Linked DNA regions of Rattus norvegicus: region 2 is linked to region 1. Evidence: chromatin contacts called from public Hi-C data. All regions are on one chromosome and are shown on one strand. Each heading gives the region's core, a stretch centred on a gene start, on an enhancer-like site or on the middle of the called end of the contact. The rest is flanking DNA. Distances are from core to core; before and after follow the strand shown. Region 1 holds the start of Bsnd (barttin CLCNK type accessory subunit beta). Region 2 overlaps Cimap2 (ciliary microtubule associated protein 2).

Region 1 (4,233 bases), core at 536-3,035:
GCACCCTTTGCTTCCTTCCACTTGGCCATGCCAGGCATTGGGGGCGACTCTACCAAGGTCACAGACTTGGCACAGGGCACAGGGACTTGAGTTGGGGTCTAAGGGACTCCAGGAGGTATGGGTTTCCACCACCATACAGCACATGGGCCTTCAACAGTTATTCATTAATACTCAGCCCCACCCCCACATACACTGTGCTGTCACTCAGTCTCCGCCAGCTGCCTCTAGGAAGGACGCTGTCCTTTCAACCACTCTACCCTCCCTGGGTGGGGACGTGGTGGCTCTGGCCTTAAGGCCCTCTTCTCCCAGTGACCTCTGCTCAGGACATTGAGCACCTAGAGGAGAGTTGACTGTAAACTGCTTTATAAATGGCTCCAAACCAGTTCCGACTGCCCAAGCTCCAGATATAAGTGACATGACAGCCCTGGGCTGGCTACAGAGGTGGCAGGACTGGGAGAGGCTGGGACCTGGCCCCAATTCTTAGAACTCCTTCTGGGTACTCCCACCCCCAAAGAAGGGAGGGGTGGAGGAGGCTGGGAGGATAAGGCTGTTAGTATCAGGTTCAGTGGGACCTCAGATGTCCGTCCCCCTCTCCCACACCATCCTCCTGACTCACATTGTACAGGTGAGGAAGCTGAGGCTCAGAGAATGAAGTTGCTCAGACTCCCAGGCACTTAGAGGCAGAGCACAAGTTAGACATCCTGTTGCTCTCTCTCCATCCCTGAGTCTGACATTGCAACAATCACTCCACCTCTCTGGGCACTGAAGCTCTACAACACCTGAAATATTCACTCCTCAGGGCTGTGTAAGGATCAAGAATGAAAGCAGCAGCTGATGTTTAAACACAACACTACAGTTGCAGCTATGCCCTTCCTTCCCTGCCTTCCACACATCATACCTGGGTTAGCTCAGGCTTATGTGGAGCTGAGATTGGGGAGCATTTTACAGAGGGAAGTGCTATGTCTCAGAAAGACCCAGCACAGCCGAGCCCACAGGAGCTGGAGCCCTGGGTGCTCACCACGGCTTTTTAAAGCAAGCTCCAACCCAAGGTCTGTGCATGTGCTTCAGGGTCTGTAGGACAAAAGGAACGAAAGAAAATGCAGAGCTCTTGGGACGTGGTCCAGGTGAGCTGTGGATTCAGGCTTGGCAGACAGCAAATGCTGGCCAACTTTTGATCACACAGGGACAGTGCATAGATCTCATTGTGTCCCAGTGATGGCTGGCTCCAGGTCCGGACACAGGGACTTCTGACCAGCTACCGTGAGAGATGAATGGATAAGCAGAGGATATTCCCCAGAGCAGAGAGAACACAGAAAGTCCAATGGAAAGAACACAGCAGTTGGAGGACAGGGGTTGGTGCCAAAGACCATGAGATCCACCTGTCCTTCTGCCCCCTCTCAGCCCCCCTACCTTAGGATAGCATTGGCACATGCTCCAGAGGACACCCCCAATCACCATGATGCTGCCCATGGCATAGAAGGTGCCGTAGACTTGGGGTCGATCGTGGCTCATAAGGAATGTGCCCAGGGATAGCAGGAAAAGGCCCAGCACGATGAAACCGATTCGGAAGGTCTTCTCGTCAGCCATGGTGGCTAACCGGCCACCAGCAGAGAGCTGCCCACAATCCTACTCAAACGTTGAGCAGGCTTGCAAGGAGCGATGACACAGTAGATGGCTGAGAACCACAGCGTAATGCACAGAGCCAGGAATGATCCCCACGCATCCAGCTCGCAGCCCTGGGCCCAGCAGTTCTGCAGGGCAGGTGACACGCTTCAGTGGGCCCAAGGTCCCAGCCATCTACCTTCCTTCCTGCCTCTCTCCTCCCCTCTGGGCCCAGCTGTTTGGAGCTTGTGAATCTGAACATGGGACAGAGGCAGAGGAGGGCTGGGGGAGGTCACAGGGGCTGGGCTAGCCATGGCTTTGACATCATCACCTCATTTGCCTACTGTGGAGCTGAGCCCAGACAGGCTTTGCACCTCCCAGCTCTGGGAGGTGTGGGTGGGGCCATGGCAGCTTTCAGAACACACAGTCTGACAGCTTAGACACCTAAAGACACCTTCTCAAGGACACCTGATCATATAGGCCTATCAACAGGATGGTCACCATCCTAGATGCCTCTGTTTGATTCAACTAAGGGGACAGGTGCCATCTCACAAATGAGGATGCAGGCATAGACAGGCAGCCTGACCAAAGTCACAGATAAGAACAGCAGCTGAGACTAGAGCAGAGAGGCTGTGTGTCTCACGAGCATGACCCTAGTCAACCACAGCATAGGTGAACACAGGGGCAGGCTGGAGCAGCCACACCCATGATGGTCTTGGATCTGTGTCTGCAGCTGTGGAGTGTATGCTCACCAGCTGTGTCTTACTTTCCTCCTCCATAAGGGGAGGAAGGAGGGGGAGACAGTAGCCAGGACCAAGCTGGCTCTAGGCCTTCTCTCCTATATCACCTTCACAGTTCACATACAGCTCAGCCCTGCATGTCATGGGGGCTGAAGTGAACTGGTGCCCTTGCAGATTGACCAACCAACTGGCTGACTGACTGAAACTCTACTTTACCTGGAAAGCCATCTTCGCCGTAAGAATGGCAGTCTGATGGGGAAAGTCAGACTGGCTCCCATGGCTGCCACTGCAGAGACCCAGAACTACCACAGGTGCTCAGAGCATGGCAGCGGGAGATCTCGAAAGTGAGTAGCTCAGGCTGTCGACGAGCTCCCTGAGTCCCTGCATTCGGGAGCTTTCCTGGATGGGCTGTGCATATCCCCCCTGCCCCATCTGCCACTCATGGATCTCTGCCAGCACACTTGCTCATGGGGTCCCTGCTCTCTCTGTCACCCCCCATTACTGTCCCCCAGCTCTGTCCCCTGCACTTCACAGTTTGCAGAGGGCACCAGAAACTGGGAACAGACACTTTGAGAAAACTGCCCAGGTGCCAAGTGTCTGGTCACTGCCAGTCTCATCCCTGGGGTGAACTTAGGCACTGGACTTAAATATTGTTGCCTGTGGCTTGCAAAGTGGCCGTTTGGCCATCTCCCTTTCCAGTACAGTGACATAGTAGAGGGAAATCCATTTGAATTGTGTCTGGCAAGGGGCCTCTAGGGGAGCTATTGGAATCATCTTCAAGAGGCTTGGAGACAAGAGATGCCATGAGTGCAGAGTAGCCTAGCTGGTACCCATCCTTAAACAAGAACGAGGCCCAGGGCCACCTAGCTATGCTCCTGGTGGACCTCTGCCACATCCTCGGAGGCTTCTTGTGCCCCCTGGTGGCCTTGTGTGTCTGGCACAGTGATGTCACGTCCTCTGGGGGCTGCCTCTGTGTGCCCAGACCCACGCCCACTTCCCAGATAAAGCCTGGAGAGTGACAGATCAGTCAAGATCTTCCCAAATGCTTCAGAGCACTAGCGAATGGATCTAGCTTCAGCCATTCTGGAGAGGGCTGGACATTTCTGCCTATCTTTTCTTTCTGTGCCATAACCAGGTCTCTCTTTGCCCCATTTCTCAAAATACCTTCTCCTAAAGCGATGGTAGCAACAGCGAATAAGAACGTGTGAGCGAAGTTAGTGCTGGTTTAAATGAGTGATCTCTGCAGGAGTTATAGTAAGAGTTAAATGGCCACAGGGCGGGACTAGCCTAGGCAACACAAACTAGACCCCCAAGGCGAGAGAGGGGAAACATTCTCAAGGTTGGGGGGAAGGGATGGGAGGGTGGAGATGGTGGTTAGGGGAGGAGTTGGGGAAGGAGGGTGAATATATTCAAAATACATTGTATGAAATTCCCAAAGGACCAATACAATATTTTTAAAAGAATTAAATGTCCAATGCTGTGTTCTCCTGGGTAGACACGACGCCAAGGCGATTCATAGTGGCTTGTTGTTGTACCCATAGATGGATGTCTTTCTCGGCCTCATTGGAGGATTTCTCTTTGTGGTGGACCCTGGGCTGTTGAGTGTGCTGGGCTGAGGGTGAGTCTGGGCCCTGGATGGATTGTGGTTTTCCCATCCCTCCCCCAGGGCTCAGGGATCTTCGCATAGGGATGGACAAGGGGATTGTGGGATCCGACGGTAGTAGATGACATGGAGGGTGGGGGAGCAAGGGACACAAGGTTTTCTGGACAAGACGGGGCAGTTGCACCTATGAGCCAGTAGTAATTGTGACATCACTCTTAGGATCTGCACTGGCTCTGGCTAGGCAAGCTCACAGCATGGAGCGAGGAGGGTGAGCCTGGGTCTGACCAC
Region 2 (4,233 bases), core at 556-3,055, 140 kb after region 1:
CTCTGTCCTCCACAAACACACCACGAAACAACCCTGCACACCCCAATAAGAAAAAGAATATAAATTTTAAGAGCTTTATAGTGGGGAGAATCTGTATGTAGTGTCGGATGCAGAAACTCCTGTGTTTGTCTCTCAGCTCTTCTGAGAACCTAAAATCGCTCTTTAAAAAAAAATAAAATCTGTAACAAAAAAGTTCAAGCGAAGAGGTTCAGCCCTGATACCAACAATGGGGAGGGGGTCCCAGGGCCTCTGCTGTGCTGGGCAGTGGCCTTAGTGGCAGGCAGGAGACCCTAGGATCAGTCATAGGACAGCGACTACCCAGTAGCTCCCACCTCAGCCACCTTCTCCCCAGCGTTCACAATGCTCTCCCACTAAAGCCGCAGCTTTTTTTTTTTTTTTTTTTTTTTGGTTCTTTTTTTTCGGAGCTGGGAATCGAACCCAGGGCCTTGCGCTTCCTAGGTAAGCGCTCTACCACTGAGCTAAATCCCCAGCCCCAAAACCGCAGCTTTTATTCCACTGATTGCACTTTTCTTTCCCCGAGACTGGAAATTCCACACGGTCCATTTCCCTGCACCTAGACTGTGAACTGGACTGATCCCTCTCATGCAGTGACTCGGTGTTGTCCAAACAAGTCTGGACACACACTTGGTCCCCACAGCCACAGGCAGGAAGAGAGCAACGCTGAGAAAGCCACAGAATCCTGTAAAGGATTTTAACGGGATGAGAACGAGTCTGGTAAGCTAAATTTCTTGCCCAGTCTCCTCTCCCACCTCCCTTCCAATTTAGGGCTCCATTACCCAGGGTATGGCCATCAACACAGCTGAGTCCATGAAGCTGGGAAATGTTTACAGCCAGACACTGCACCTGTACCCTTGGGGTCCCCGTAGGCCCCGTGGTGCATGTTGGGCCACCTGTGTATCAGTACAGTTCATGTTACTGCAGAGAGAAATAGCCACAGAGTCCGATGTCCAAACCGTGGCTCTGACCCATCACCGTCTGTGTGACCGACCTCAGGTTCCTCACCTAACAAAGGGAACCACATCCCACCCTGGCGGGGGCACAGAGTACACCCCCTCTCCAGCAGCCCTTGGCACACAGGGCTGCATTCCTGTGGCTAATCACCGATTAGCCTGCCGGGACTTAGACCTCCCCCCACCCAGGCACATACCTGAACTGAATAATGCCCATAGGGCACAGGACTGCTCCTCTCGCCAGAGAAAATGTCGTAGGGGCCACGAGTACCGGTGGACTTTTCCACAAAGGTCTCAATATCGCTTTTGATGGTATAGGTTCCAGGTCCCAGGCCACTGCCCTAGAGACAAAAGTGGTAAGGTTGCCTGAAGGGGAGTGGCCAAGGTGAGGTTTCAGCCTCCCTACCCCTGAGGTCTTCCCATAGGACTATGCAAGATGAGGTTGCTGAGGGGGTACCTGATGAGACAAGGGTGGTGGCTTGCTGGACAATCTACACATAAGGCCGTCGGAGTGTGAGCGGTTCCAGGAATTCTTCTCCAGCTGTGTGTAGGGGTTCCCCTTCTCCCCATAATTTCCAGGGCCGGGATAATAATTCTGCAGGGCAGGAGATGGAAACACAGAGTCTATCAGTCTCCGTCTTTGTGCTGGTTCAGCTAAAGAAGGGACGTCTGGGGTTTCATATCTCAAGAGGGGAAACAAGGTCTTCGGGTTGAGCGTGTTACCTACCCCACCACACAGCATCACCCGTGAACCTCCTCCACTGCTCACTGCTTCAACTCCAAGTCCAGCTAGCTACACTTCTGACCCAGCACCTCTGACTCAGCACTTCTGACTCAGCACCTCTGACTCAGTACCTCTGACTCAGCACTTCTGACTCAGCACCTCCTATTCAGCCTGGTCTCCCTGATCATACTTGCTTACAATGATTTCTTCCATCCCTCACATGCCTTTTCTACCCTCTGGTTTGTCAATCACAACCCCACTAAGATCCCCAGACACCATCTCTCCTGAGACCCACCTTCCTCCCCGGCTGTTCCGCCACAGCCTCTGTAGATCTACTCTTTACAACTACAACTCTGACTGACTTCCTCACTATACTGTGAACAGGTTGGGAAGAATGAGCACCGGAATCCTAGGTTGGGACCCTGGCTCTGCTACTTCCTAGCTGGGGGAACTCGGGCCTCAGAGCATCATGGTCCACGGGACTCCACCAAGATATCAGTACTTTCCTTCAAGGAATAGTGGTAGAGTTGAATGTCTGCAAAGCCCAGGGGCCAGCACTTGGTAGGTCCCATCACACAAATCAGGGTGAGGTGACAGGAAATCTTGAGGTCAGAAGAACTGTGGCTAAGAGCCTGAACCCAAAGTTGGTCTTTGAAGTACCGTGAGCATAGCTAACCTGTGGTGTGGAGAGGTGGGTGTTGTCTTGGCCCGATTTCTGTGGCTGATGTGCCTATGCCCCTTTTAGCCACATGGGGGCACTGCTGTCCCATAGATAATGCAATCCTCCGCCTCTCTGGGTCTTGCAACCAGACCTTTGGGGAGCCAGACCCTGGCAGAGGGGGTGGGGCCAGTGCTAGGAAAATCAGGCCACTGTGAGGATCAGATCTGTCCCCCAAAGAATGAAAATGGGTCTTGCTTCCTTCCATGGCTCAGAAGTCATGAGTCCCCTTTGCTCTCGACCTGCAGATCTTGTTCCAGTGAGGCCTTCCCAGACTGCTCGCTGTAATTCACCCCCACAGCACTCTCCTTCCCTGTGCCATTTCCCCTCAAACTCTGAAGAGATATGCATTTCCTTCTTCATGCTGAGGTGTGTGTCACTAAGATGCCGGCTCTTAGGCTTGTCACTGCCAGACACCCAGCTCCCTCAAAGCCTAGCTCAGTACACAGCTTTCTGTTGCTGCTTAATTGTTATTTCCTGGTGGGCTAACTAAATGAATGTTTGTTGGCTTTCTAATAGACTCTAGGTTTCCCCTGAAACATAGAGATGAACCACACTCATCCCTTCTCAGTCACTGGGCTCAAGGCTGAGACACAGGAGAGCAGAAGAGTCAACAAGAAAGCCAGGAAGGCTTGGCCAAACCTAGGGAGGAGACAGGTTCAGAGAAGGGTGCCTTTCAAACTATCCAAGAGGCAGCAGCCTTCCCTCAAAGGACAGAGGGTGGAAGAGACAAGATCACATACCCCGATGAGTCCTCGGAAGCGAGTCTCCCCAGAGCTGAGCAGACCCCGTTTGCTCTGTGGTTTCTTCTGCAGCTCAGTCAAGAAGTCTTTGATGTTGTAGGAGCCAGGCCCCCGTTTGTTCGCCTGCCCCCAAAGAAAAGAAGGCAGGATGAAAAAGGAACCTGGGGAAGGTCCAGCCCAAAGGTGATGGTGTTCCCCAAGAGGAGGCTATATCCACTAGGACTCTGGAGGAATAGCCATGTGGACAGGAAACCTCGCTCCTGGAGGTAGGGAAGGGTATGACCCGGAGTTCACCTGCTGCTCTCTTTCCTTCTTGATGGCCTGGAAATGGAAGTGGGGAAGTTGGGTCAGCCGGCTGGCTTCTTGGGCCCGGGCCCATCCTGCGCCCAACTTCTGTTCCAGGAACTTCTTGCTGAAGCAGGTCTCCTTCGAGTTATAGGTTCCAGGTCCTATGTGGGACTAAGAGCAGGCTCTGAGCTGAGTCAGCCATAACCACCTACTCCTGACCCCTGCATGTGCAAGTCACCCCTGGCCTAGGAATGGAACTAAACTCTTCCCCAGCCCGACACCCAGGGACTTAGCACTCAAGATGGAGTCCTGATCAACTCTGTGACTGGCCTTGTTCTACTTCAGGGAAATACAGAACAGAGTCAGGCCGATGGGTGAGCTGTGAACGAAGAAGCTTGCGGCCCTTAAACTCCTAGGTTTTTACCACAGTCCTGAGTTTCTCAACATATCTGAAGTGGTGCATGAGCCAAGCTTGGGTTGGAGCATGCATGGGTGTACAGGGGAGAGACACAGACAACCTGACAGGAAGCAGGCTCACCAGTTCCACGGAATGATGCCTGGAGTATGGGGCCTCAGTGAAGGTGCTGAATTTCTTCTGGTTGGGATGGACAGCAGAGACATCAAACCTAAGGGAGGTATACAGTCAAGTGAGGGCCCATCTGATCCTGACTGGGGCAGCCTTGGGAGACAGGCAGTTGGTGTCCCAGGACAGATGACTTTGAAGCTGACCCATGAAAGTCACTTTGGGTCTGCTTCATCATTTTGAGGGTTCCAGAGGTGCTCTGCCTC

Evidence for each region. A called contact is a pair of places that touch in the nucleus more often than the background predicts.
Region 2: a contact with region 1 is called in a Hi-C map of the A7r5 cell line, with 2.0 times the contacts expected there. The contact joins the enhancer-like site here to the promoter of Bsnd in region 1. A contact is called at or near these places in 4 of 12 Hi-C or Micro-C datasets (the A7r5 cell line, frontal cortex, liver and 1 more).

The regions. Positions count from the first base shown.
Region 1 is chr5:126,487,604-126,491,836 of GRCr8, forward strand. Bsnd (barttin CLCNK type accessory subunit beta) reads right to left here and starts at 1,786. Exons shown (of 4, transcript NM_138979.2): 1 at 1,411-1,786. The coding sequence starts at 1,587.
Region 2 is chr5:126,625,251-126,629,483 of GRCr8, forward strand. Cimap2 (ciliary microtubule associated protein 2) reads right to left here. Exons shown (of 10, transcript NM_001109262.2): 2 at 3,983-4,070; 3 at 3,451-3,615; 4 at 3,157-3,279; 5 at 1,429-1,566; 6 at 1,169-1,312. Among named protein-coding and RNA genes, the nearest start is that of Cimap2, 3.3 kb to the right of the region's middle. Within about 2 kb of position 1,806, at least 13 of the 93 cell types and tissues checked have an H3K27ac peak or open chromatin away from gene starts, as enhancers often do. A contact at or near this core is called in the A7r5 cell line, where this site is marked.